2 separate regions of the Macaca mulatta genome follow, and region 1 is linked to region 2. The links are chromatin contacts, called in public Hi-C maps. All regions are on one chromosome and are shown on one strand. Each heading gives the region's core, a stretch centred on a gene start, on an enhancer-like site or on the middle of the called end of the contact. The rest is flanking DNA. Distances are from core to core; before and after follow the strand shown. Region 1 holds the start of TMEM165 (transmembrane protein 165). Region 2 holds the start of CLOCK (clock circadian regulator).

What was found. Hi-C and Micro-C count contacts between places; a contact is called where the count stands out from the background.
Region 1: a contact with region 2 is called in a Hi-C map of liver, with 5 times the contacts expected there. The contact joins the promoter of TMEM165 here to the promoter of CLOCK in region 2. A contact is called at or near these places in 2 of 14 Hi-C or Micro-C datasets (fetal cortex germinal zone and liver).

The regions. Positions count from the first base shown.
Region 1 is chr5:78,101,598-78,107,354 of T2T-MMU8v2.0, forward strand. TMEM165 (transmembrane protein 165) reads right to left here and starts at 1,303. Exons shown (of 6, transcript NM_001266322.1): 1 at 920-1,303. The coding sequence starts at 1,132.
Region 2 is chr5:77,947,633-77,952,924 of T2T-MMU8v2.0, forward strand. CLOCK (clock circadian regulator) reads left to right here and starts at 1,695. Exons shown (of 23, transcript XM_002804105.4): 1 at 1,695-2,385.

The sequences.
Region 1 (5,757 bases), core at 53-2,552, 150 kb after region 2:
TAAAAAGGCTGGACTGAAATGAGTGCAGGCAACTCACCGAAGACTTCTGACAAGATGGCAGAATTCAACGTTTGGGAAGATTAGTTACGTGGAGATGGCCTGGGTGGGAGTGGGGGTTTGAGTGCCACACTGGCCAGGATTCAGGGAGCAGATACTGGAAATGACGCGAAAGCCCACGACTGGGAGAGAGAAGAAATGTTAAAACGCTGCCAAGTGACTAAGGACTGATTCTATTAACAGATTAAAAAGTTAATTTATAGTATCTATTCAGTGAAGGACAAAATACAGGATTCTGTTTTACTTATAAATGTAGTTTTGACATCCCACACCGCTGCAGGACGCTGTACTGCCGGAGACCAATTCCTCTGCGTTCCTAAAGGGTACTTCCTGCTAGCCAAAGCACGTTTTAAAAAAGTGAGAGTCATGGTTCATAATCCATATTTATTTGGTAAGAAGCACAGGCAGTGCCAAGTTGAATTTGGGTAAGCAGTTTGGGATAAGCTATTTCAACAATGAAATGGCCGATGTGATGATCCTCAGGGAATACAAAAAGCCTCCTAGCAGCCATCTGTTAAAAACTTTTTGGTAGGGATGAGTCTTTCCAGCTACTCTAAGACACATCTGATCAATAAAACGCCCATCCCTGAGCAGCACCTTGGTCCTCCGGAGATCAACGTTTACAGCGGGCTCCTCTTGGACTCTCCCTCTCCCTTTCCCTAAAGGAGCGGGCAGGACCAGGCCTCACCGGAAAACAGCGCAGCCGACCGCCCTCCACCCCGGGAGCAGGGGCCGGGCTCCCCTCCCCCAGCAGAGGCGGCGGAGGGCGGCGCTCTCAGAGGCCTGGAGCCTGGTACCCGGCGCAGCCGGCCCCGCAGCCTCGCCCGCCCCATCCCCCGCCGCCCCGGCCCGGCCCGCTCACCTCGACCCGGGCCGGCTCGGGGCCCTGCACGGCCACCGGCTGCTGCTGCTGCTGCAGCTGCTGGGCAAGCGCCGGCGATACTTTGTTCCGGTGGCTAAGGTCTTCATCCGGGCCGGCCCGGACCGCAGCCGGGGCCCACAGCAGTGGAACCAGAAAGAGCAGAAGCAGCTGGGGCGCCGATGCGCGGCCGTTCCCTGGGGCCGCGGCCGCCATCCCGCCCGCCGGGCCGGCCGCGCACGGGCACCGCAAGAGGAAGTGCGGCGACAGGAAGCCTCGACCCCGAACAGCCTCCGCGGCGCGTCCTCACGACTCGCCGCCGCCGCCGCCGCTTAGAGAGCAGTCAGCACCATCCGGGAAGTGCAAGCGGCGGGAGTAAAGTGAGGGGCAGGCCCCAGTCCTCTCAGGCGGCGGCTACACTGGAGTCAACCAACCGACTCCGCGCGACCCAGCCCAGGCTCCTCTCGGCCCCGTCCCTGCCCGCGACGGCCTCCCATTGGCCCGGCGTCCGCCTCGGCGTCGTGACGTCCTCGGCCAGGTTGAGGAGCGGCGCGCGCCCTCCTCCCATTGGACCCGGCGCTCCCGGCAGGTACCCGGCACCGCGTGTCCTTCCTCTGCTCGCATCCTACCCGCGCCGCGTCCCGGCCCTCCTTTCTCTGCCCCACAGTCCCAGGACTGCGGGGCTCTTCGCGTCTGCTTCGTCCTGAGCCTTCCGCCGTCATGTCCGCACCCGCTGTTCCCTGCGCTTAGTCTCTCTTAGAGGTCAAATTAGCGCGAGCGCCTCTGGTTACGTGGCGCTGGCTCGCAGGCACCGCCACGCCCAGCTCTGTTCCGCTCTCCCTTGCCGAGCGTCTGTGCCACCCCTCCATGCGCCCACCTACCGCCAAAAACGTTCTTAGGAGCTCAAAACGCTATTTTTTTTTTTTAAGTTCTGAAATGGGATTTGGAAATAACATGACATTTTTCAAGCCTTGTTTTAAGATACTGCCTATAATTATCCCAGACCAAAAATGGCTAACGTTGCCCTCGTCCAGTATGGCCTTGACGTTTTGGGTGCATCTTGTTTTGTGTTACTCCTTAGACCCTTTAAAAATGCTGGGCTTTTGAAATGGACTGTTTAAGACTTTTGCAGGATGGAGCTTTGGGTGAGCAAGACTAGAAGACAGGAAAGGATGGTTGGTTAGGCTTGAGAGTATTTTTACGTCTTCCCAAAAGAAAAGTGAGCTACCATAAGTTTGACTGAGACCGAGTCCCTAATAAAAATCGGTAGTGCTAACCATGTGCCAGGCACTAATCTAATATTACACATATTTACATACAGTAAACCTGTACTCAGTAAAGAGCTAAGGAAGTTTATCACCAACTGAAACAAAAAATTAATTTACCAAAACAATCTGTGGGAAAGTGGGCGAACCTACTTTGAGTTCACCGAAGATACCGTGTTTGTCATAGGATAGTAAAATTTCCGTCTATGTTTTTTTGTTTTGTTTTTCGGGTTGTTTTTGTTTTTGAGACGGAGTTTCACTCTTGTTGTCCAGGATGGAGTGCAATGGCGCCATCTCAGCTCACTGCAACCTCCGCCTCCCTGCAACCTCCGCCTCCCAGGTACAAACGATTCTCCTGCCTCAGCTTCCCGAGTAGCTGGGATTACAGGCATGGTCCACCATGCCCGGCTAATTTTGTATTTTTAGTAGAGATGAGGTTTCTCCATGTTGGTCAGGCTGGTCTCGAACTCCCGACCTCAGGTGATGCGCCCACCTTCTCTCAAAGTGTTGGGATTACAGGTGTGCGCTTCCGGTCTCCGTCCATGTTGCTCTGTCCGCAGTTCCCCTTGTAAACTCCTACTCATACTTCCAAACCCTATTCAGGCCTCCACTCTCAGAAGTTTTCCCTAACACCTGCCCTTACAGAATTTGTCACTTGTTCCTTCATGTTATAGCTTTATGCATGCTTCTATTATTGTGTAAGTAGGATGCCACCACACAGTTTGGGGGTGTGTTAAAAGAAAAACCTTAGGCAAATTAACAGCGTTTAATCAAGCAAAGAACCCAAAGAATGATTTGCAAATCAAAAAGACCCCAAACCAAAGTAAGTTCAGAGAGGCTCCAGTCCTGCCGAGTGGTCGGAAAAAATAAAGTGACTTACAGAAAACATAATTGAGGGACCAAAACAGCTGGATTGGTTATAGCTGGGGTTTGCCTTATTTGAACACGGTTTGAACAGTTGGACACTTGTGATCGGCCAACACTCTGTGATTCGTACAAGAATAGGTTACAGTCTGTTTACACACCCAGTTAGGCTACAGTTCACTAGGTATGGGGAAACCTTTAGGCTGAACTTAAAATACGTAAGGAGGCAGCTTTACACTAAATTTAACAGATGCAACTATCATCCCTGGAGTGCAAATGTTTGAGCTTTCATAAGCCAGTAATAACATAAAACCCAGAAGCCCAAACTTCTTCAACTACCTCCCTTTAATCATACAGGAATTGCTGTGCTTAAAAGGGGCCTGAAAGGGTGGCTTGAGGTCCCAAGGGAGGGACCTGAAGGGAGCAGCTTAGACTAAAGACAGAGCCAGAAGGGTGAATGTAGCAAAACTGGCTGTGTGTCCCTCATTGCTGAAAGCTGCTTTGTTTATTTTGTAGGATGGGCTGCCCACACTCCAGGGTTGTCTCAGGAAGGACTCCTGGCCAAATTCAGTCATCTCAACATATGAGGCAGTGAGGACTTCTGGGCTACAGCTGCAGGATGCTGAAGCACTAGCTCCTGAGTGTGCAGTGGCTCAGGGGCAAGGCAGCAAAGCTATTTGGCAGAAGATGTAACATAAATGGAGATAAAGCATTGGCGAACTGGCACAGTGGTGTCAGCAAAGCATCAGAGTCTTACTCTGGGCCAGAGTAAGACCTTTCTAGCCTGCCCCAGTGTCACCCTGATCCAAGGGCCCTCAGGTGCTGCCAGGCTCGGCTCTAGGTGTCTGATTCTCATGAGATTTATTTCTGTTTCCACACACATCTACCTCCTGGGGTCAGTGCTCAGGCATGCTAAATCAAGGCTGATTCTAGTTTTCACCACTTGAGAGTTTAGAGCCATCATCCTTCTAGTCCTCATTGGTGACTAACTCCCTTAAAAAAAAAAATTTAAAAACTGTAGGAGCTTTCCTGATACCTTTCTTGAAGAACAACTGAAGCTACTTATTTGACCCCCTACCCAATAAGGATGTGGGTGACTCAACAATTCCAAGATGATTTTTTTTTATCATAGCCTACACTGATACAGTCTTACTAAAATGTAACCACTGTCAAGCATCCTATGGAAAGAAACACTACTACATGTGCATTACATTGTATTTTATTTTATTTATGTATATATTTTTGAGGTAGAGTCTCGCTCTGTTGCCCAGGCTGGAGTGCAGTGGCGTGATCTCAGCTCACTGCAACCTCTGCCTCCCGGGTCCAAGCAATTCTCCTGCCTCAGCCTCCTGAGTAGCTAGGATTACAGGCATGTGGTACCACGCCTGGCTAATTTTTTGTATTTTTAGTGGAGATGGGTTCACTGTGTTAGCCAGGATGGTCTTGATCTCCTGACGTCATGATCTGCCCGCCTTGGCCTCCCAAAAGTGCTGGGATTATAGGTGTGAGCCACTCCACCCATCCTATATTTTATTTTTTATTTATTTATGTAGAGATGGAGTCTCGCTCTGTAGCCCAGGCTGGAGTGCAGTGGCACAATCTCGGCTCACTGCAACCTCCACCTCCCAGGTTCAAGTGATTCTCCTGCCTCAGCCTCCAAAGTAGCTGAGACTATAGGCACCCGCCACCATGCCTAGCTAATTTTTGTATTTTTAGTAGAGACGGGGTTTCACCATGTTGGCAAGGCAGGTCTCAAACTCCTGACCTCAAGTGATCCACCCACCTCGGCCTCCCAAAGTGCTGGGATTGCAGGTGTGAGCCACTGCGCTGGGTCTACACTGTATTTTAATGTCTTTTTTCCAAAATCCTTACTAGGCCTTAAGCTTCTAGATGGTAAGGTTATGCCTTTTATCTTTATATTCCTAGCACCCGGTAGATTATATAAGAAGGTAATAGGAATAGTTAGTAAAGTAGTAGTAAAACTTTATTGAATGCTATTCTGATCCAGTCAGAGCACTAAGTGTGTTACATGAATTATTTCTGTCATCATTTTTGCAAATGAGAAATTTGAGACTTAGGTCAAGGAACTTTCCCCAAATTACACAGCTAGTAAGTAGCAGAATTATGCCTCATATCTGTTTGTTGAATTCACCTATGCTCCACTTACTGAAAATCTACTTTATGAAAATTTAAACATATAAGACCAGCCAATTAATTAATGGTGAACATTTTCGTTAACTGTTAGGGAACGCTGTTTCTCCACTCTAGGGTTCTATGAAAAGGACTATTTCCTGCCGGGTGTGGTGGCTCATGCCTGTAATCCCAGCACTTTGGGAGGCTGAGGCGGGCAGATCACGAGGTCAGGAGTTTGAGACCAGCCTAGCCAATATGGTGAAACCTCGTGTCTACTAAAAATGCAAAAGTTAGCCAGGCATAGTGGTGTGTGCCTATAGTCCCAGCTACTTGGGAGGCAGAGGCAGAAGAATCACTTGAACCCGGGAGATGGAAGTTGCAGTGAGCCAAGACCACGCCACTGTACTCTTGCCTGGGTGACAGAGAGAAGCTCTGTCTCAGAAAAAAAAAAAAAAAAAAAGAAAAGGACTATTTCCTGGCCTCTCTCAGTGCCTTCATCATTCCCCTCTGATGATGTAGAGTCCATCTAAGCAGTGTAACTGAGCATATTGGGCTCAGCTCCATTGCCTTCTTCCTCTG
Region 2 (5,292 bases), core at 445-2,944:
CGGGTGGATCACTTGAGGCCAGGAGTTCAAGACCAGCCTGGCCAACATGGTGGCACCCTATCTCTACTAAAAATACAAAAATTAGCTGGGCGTGGTGGTGGGAGTCTGTAATCACAGCTACTTGGAAGGCTGAGGCAGAAGAATTGCTTGAACCTGGGAGGCAGAGGTTGCAGTGAGCTGAGATCATGCCACTGTACTCCAGATGGGCAATAGAGCAAGACTCTATCTCAAAACAAAAAAAACACATGTAGTACATTTTTTCTTTTCTTGGAGAGAATCTGGGAGAAAGGAGAAGCTGTAAACTGAACCATGGGAAATGTTCAAGCAGCGAGAGAGGACTGAGCAGAAAAACGGGGGATTATCAACAGGTCTTGGTAAATAATTAAATACAATGAGAGAGAGAGGAGTCAAAGATGGACATGGTTTGATCTTGGTGACTGAGAGGACAATGAAATCAGTAAAAAGGGCAAAGGTATTTTTGAAGATAATACATTCTAGATGACGGGGACTATAAGGAGGGATCAGTGTCTCTAGAATAAAATTCAAAAATCCATCCTAGGGAAAGCATTCAAACCCTCTCTTGTCTGGCTGCAACCTAACTTATCAGTATTATTAACTTTGCCTCCTGTCTTCCTACCTACCTCTTGTCAGTCGGGACTCTTGATTGCATGTGAAAGAAAACCTCTCACTGGTTTAAGCAATAAAACAGATGCAAGAATTTACTGACTGGTTTAATGAAATTTCCAGAGGAATCTAGTCCACATTTGTTTCAGGGCCTCAAACATGTGTTTAGGCCAAACCTCTTGTCTTCAAATCTGCTTATTTTCCATGTTGCTTTCTTTCTCAGAATTCACGTGTGGAAAGACGGCTCCAGGTTTCCATTCTCCCAGATTTAAACCCACTGGTAAAGAGGTAAAACCTTTCTTAGGAACTTAGTTTGCAACAGAGGATTAAACTCAAATATGCTTTCCCCCTGTGTCCTGCTCAGACCATGTGGACTGAGAGTGGATAAATGATAGTTCTTCAAAGGAAATTATCAGAATAGGGAATGAATGCTGAACAGGCAAAAATGTCGACCAAAATATCTTCTGTTATATGATGGGGTCAATTAACAAATCATGTTTTCCCACTCCTGAAAGAAAAATCCTTAGGTGAAGGATCAAGTATCTGAATAAGTGATTCAGTTTGATGTTCTTTTGCCCGGAGCATACAGCAAGAACTGAAAATGTTTACTGAGGTGAATGTTACTTTAAAGGGAGGATTTTACAGCCAAAAAAGTAAAGTGTATTTTTTGAAACAAGAAGATGGCTTTTTATTTCAAATCCAAATGATATTCATTAAAACATAGGAATTACTAGGAATTAAGATTGTAAAGATCTCTTCTCCAGTAGAAGCACTGAAATGTGCTTTCCCCTGTGGACCAAGAGTGCCTTAACGCATCAAGGGAAGTCATTTCCCGAAGATACGTAGTAGTCACACGTTGTTGCAACAAGGAAATCCATGCAAATTAGGGTCCTGGTTTATTTCTGATGCTTCATTCCCCATCTTCCATCATACTGTCACTTGGTTTTTATTAAAGGCCGGGGGAAAATCTCCAAATGAGCAAATAAATCCCGACGTCCTTTCGCTTCCCTCCTCCGGCCGAAGGCGCATGCCCTGTCTCCCCAAACCCATCCACCAATAAGAAGCAACCCAAGCCTCGCTCCTCCAGATGGGAGAGGATGTCACTGGCGGTCCAGGCGCCTCTTCAACTCTTCACTCCCAGCACCAGGAGAGGAAACGCGAGTGATGCCACTGGGGGAAAAAGTCTCCTGCCAACACCCGAAAAATCTAACCTGGCGTCTGCAGTGTTTTGCTTTGGAAGGGAGAGCGGGTTCCCTTTCTGGCCTCCGGATCCCTCATCCGGCAGGAAGCTCTTCCTCCTCCTCCTCGCCCCCGGCACACGGGGGGAAAGCCAAAGAGCCTCCAGGACCTAAGGCTAGGCTCCGCCGGCCGGCCGCGCCCTCCACCCGACCAGGCCCCGCCTCCCCGGCTTTCTAGTAACCGGCGCCCTTCCCGGCCGGGGCAGGGAACTGGGCGCCTGCAGAGCCAGGTTTCGGCCCAAGGGAGCAGGAATCTTTTCGGGCGTCCGGGATCCCTGGCGCGGCTCCGTGCTGCCTAACTAGGCAAGTCGCATGCGCACCGAGCCGCGCCGGGAAAAGGGAGAGTGAGGGGAGGGGCGAGCGCAGAGCCTCCGCCGGCCGTCGGAGCCCGCGGGGTAGCTGACGACGCATGCGCCGGGAGGGAGCGCAATCACTGACTCGGCTTGCGGCTGCCGTTTTAAAAAAGGAAACCCCGGAGAGCGAGAGCGCGAAGGAAATCTGGCCGCCGCCGTGAGCGCTACCGGTGAGTGGCGCCCGCCGGGTGGGCCCAGGGCCTGCCGTCCACCGGTTGGCTTCCTCGGCGGCGCATGCGCGCTCCGGTCGGTGGAGGAAGGGAAGGGAAGGGAGGGGGAGGAGGAGCTGGCCACAGTAGCGGCGAATTTTTGGGGGGGTGGGTGGGGGGCGCCACTCTCAGCCCCAGGTGCTGCTGGAGGTGGGAGCCGCGGCGCCTCCTGGACACGGGCAGAGTAGTGGTTCCAAGCCATCGCAGCGGGAGACCTGGGTGGGGGAGGGAAGAAGCCGGAGCCGCCGCAAGCCACACGGTGAGGGCGCGGGGAAGGGGAGGGAGCGGGGGGCGGCGTGTGTGGGGCCGGGGGGCGGCGGCCAAGGGTGGGGAAGGCGGGAGCTGAAGCCCAAGTTTGGCGTCTTGTTCTAGTGTGTCTTTTCCCTGGACTTGGGGCGGAGGCCTGCCCTGCCTGAGAGGCCCTCTGGGGCAGCTGGGGTTACCTGCGGGGCAGGGGCGGGAGTGGGGTGCACGGCGGGGCCAGGTGGCTTGAGGGCGCCCGGAGCTGCTGCTGATTCCAGCAACTGGGAGGCGGGGAAAGCCGGGGACTGGGTGCCGAGAGCGCTTTCGCTGGGGACCCGCTAGGCCTTGTGACCCACTTTATTCCTGTCACCACTCGGGCACGTTTGGAGCAGCGCCCAATGGGGCGCCGGGGCGGCCAGCTCCTCCGGGGAACCCCCGCCCTCCCGGCGCCCGGCCCGCGTGCCGCGGTCCGCAGTCCGAGCGGCCGCCGTTGCCGCTCGCGGGCTGGTTCCGTAAGTGGTCGTGGTTCCGGGGTTCCGTCCCTGGGCAGCGCGCGGCTCTTAGTGTCTGACTCCGGCGACCGCGCGCGGGTTCGAGGGTTGGCGGCGAGGCGCTCGGTTTCTCTTTTTTCCTCCACCCGCGCTTCCCGTTCCCGGTCACCCCCGCTGGCGTTTGTAGATTGGTTTTCGCCAGTGAAGCCGGGTTTTCTGGAGTTGGCTCTGGCCCTTGGAGTGTAATTTCCTACACGCAGCGCCGCAGAGTTTATATTCTTTGAAAGTGTTTGTCGCTTTGTAGAAGTCCTCTTGTTGACGGTAGGTGAGCCTAATTCTGCAAGATAAAAGCCTCAGTCTCTGACCTGGCAGATGAAAGATCAAATCGGGTTGTGGTTTCCTGCTATTAGAATGCCATGCTATTAGACTTTAAGGCTTTCTAGTCTTCTTTAAAAAATTAAAAAAAAAAAATTGCAGTGGAAGAAAAGCACAAGAAGTAAAGAAACTTTTACAGTCGTTGTTGATTTGACTATAACGCTGAACCCCCCAAATGAAAGGTAATTTTACTTTGAAGATTGCATTCTGATTTGTAGCTTTAAGCGATTAGAGGAGAAAATTGTGCAATATTCCTCTCTACCTGTTTGAAAATAAACATTCTTAAAAGGATGTAATTTAGATAATGAGTTGCTTTCTCTGAAACGTATCCCTTGGGGACATCGCAAATCTGGTTGGTTTTCAAATCTTGGGGGAAGGAAATTAATTCCGGTGTTAAGTAGTTGGCTGAACAGAATGTCTTAAAAGGTTAGCCTGTAGCATTAGGAGAAATACCTAATGTAAATGATGAGTTAATGGGTGCAGCACACCGACATGGCACATGTATACATATGTAACAAACCTGCAGGTTGTGCATATGTACCCTAGAACTTAAAGTGTAATAATAATAAAAAGAATTTTAAAAAAGGTTAGCCTGGAGAAAGCAGACTGAAAATGTTCTAAAGCTAGGCATAATCAGTTATGAAAAAAGAATAAGGAAGCTTTCTGCGTACTAACAGGGAAAGATCACAAAAATTTGTTACGAAGTGAAAAAAGCAAGGTCTAAGTAGTACATTGTGAATAGCGTGTTATGTCTTAAGGGCGAGGTATAATAATACAAATTTATGTTTGCTCTTTATATAAAGAAATTCTGGGAGGATTTAGAAAACTAGTAGTAATAGAGGAGGGTGAGAAATAGTGTCTGAGGGAATGGTGGGAAATGAGATGTATTATGTGTATGTCTTCATGTTTTCAAATTTTTGTGTATATTGTGGACTCATAAACTGGGTTAAACAAAAATTCCCTCTCCCAAATAATTTATGTGATTTTTGTTGCCTAATTTATGGTGATTTAAGTCATTTTCAATATGATTGCTTTTAATATTTTTTAGGAAAATCAACTAAAAAGAAAGTTTGGGATACATTTTATGACTATTTACACTTTAATTTTTAAGATTGCAGAGGTCACAGGCATTTATCTTTTAAAGATGTTTAGTTATATTTTGCCTTGCTAAAATGTATAATTGTTTACATTTGGCATTATGGCTAGATTATGCTGCTTTCAGAGTGTAGTTTGTGTTTCCCCTTCCTCTTTTTTTCAGGAGTCATAAGTGGATAAAATTTTACTTAATCCCAAAGTTTCATGACGAACAAGTGTGAGGAGTAGGTGAACATTCCCTTTAAGTGCTAGTAAACTTGATTGTCCAGGTTGGTTTGCTTTTCAGATTGGGAAACTTTTCTTTCTTTTGAGGAAATCAAACATGAACCCTGGTGAAATGTAAATTGGGGTGTGTGTGTGTGTGTGTGTTTGTGTCTGGTGGTTTCTCATGAAAAAAGAGACAGTGTACAAAATGAACTTTTTTTAGGACTGTGAATTGTTGCAAACCTTTTTAATGAGGTTAAGACTGCACAGGCAGCTGTTAGATGGACCCTCAAACTCCCCCTGGTGACTAACATTGTGTAATCAAAGTAGTGAATAGTGAGTAATGGGTTGCAGTTGCTGTGAGCAGTTTTGTAATATTACCAGTATTCCTTTTTATTTTGTAGGATAGGATACTTGTATTATTTCTGTTTGATATGTAGGTTTTTCTGATTGACTTCTG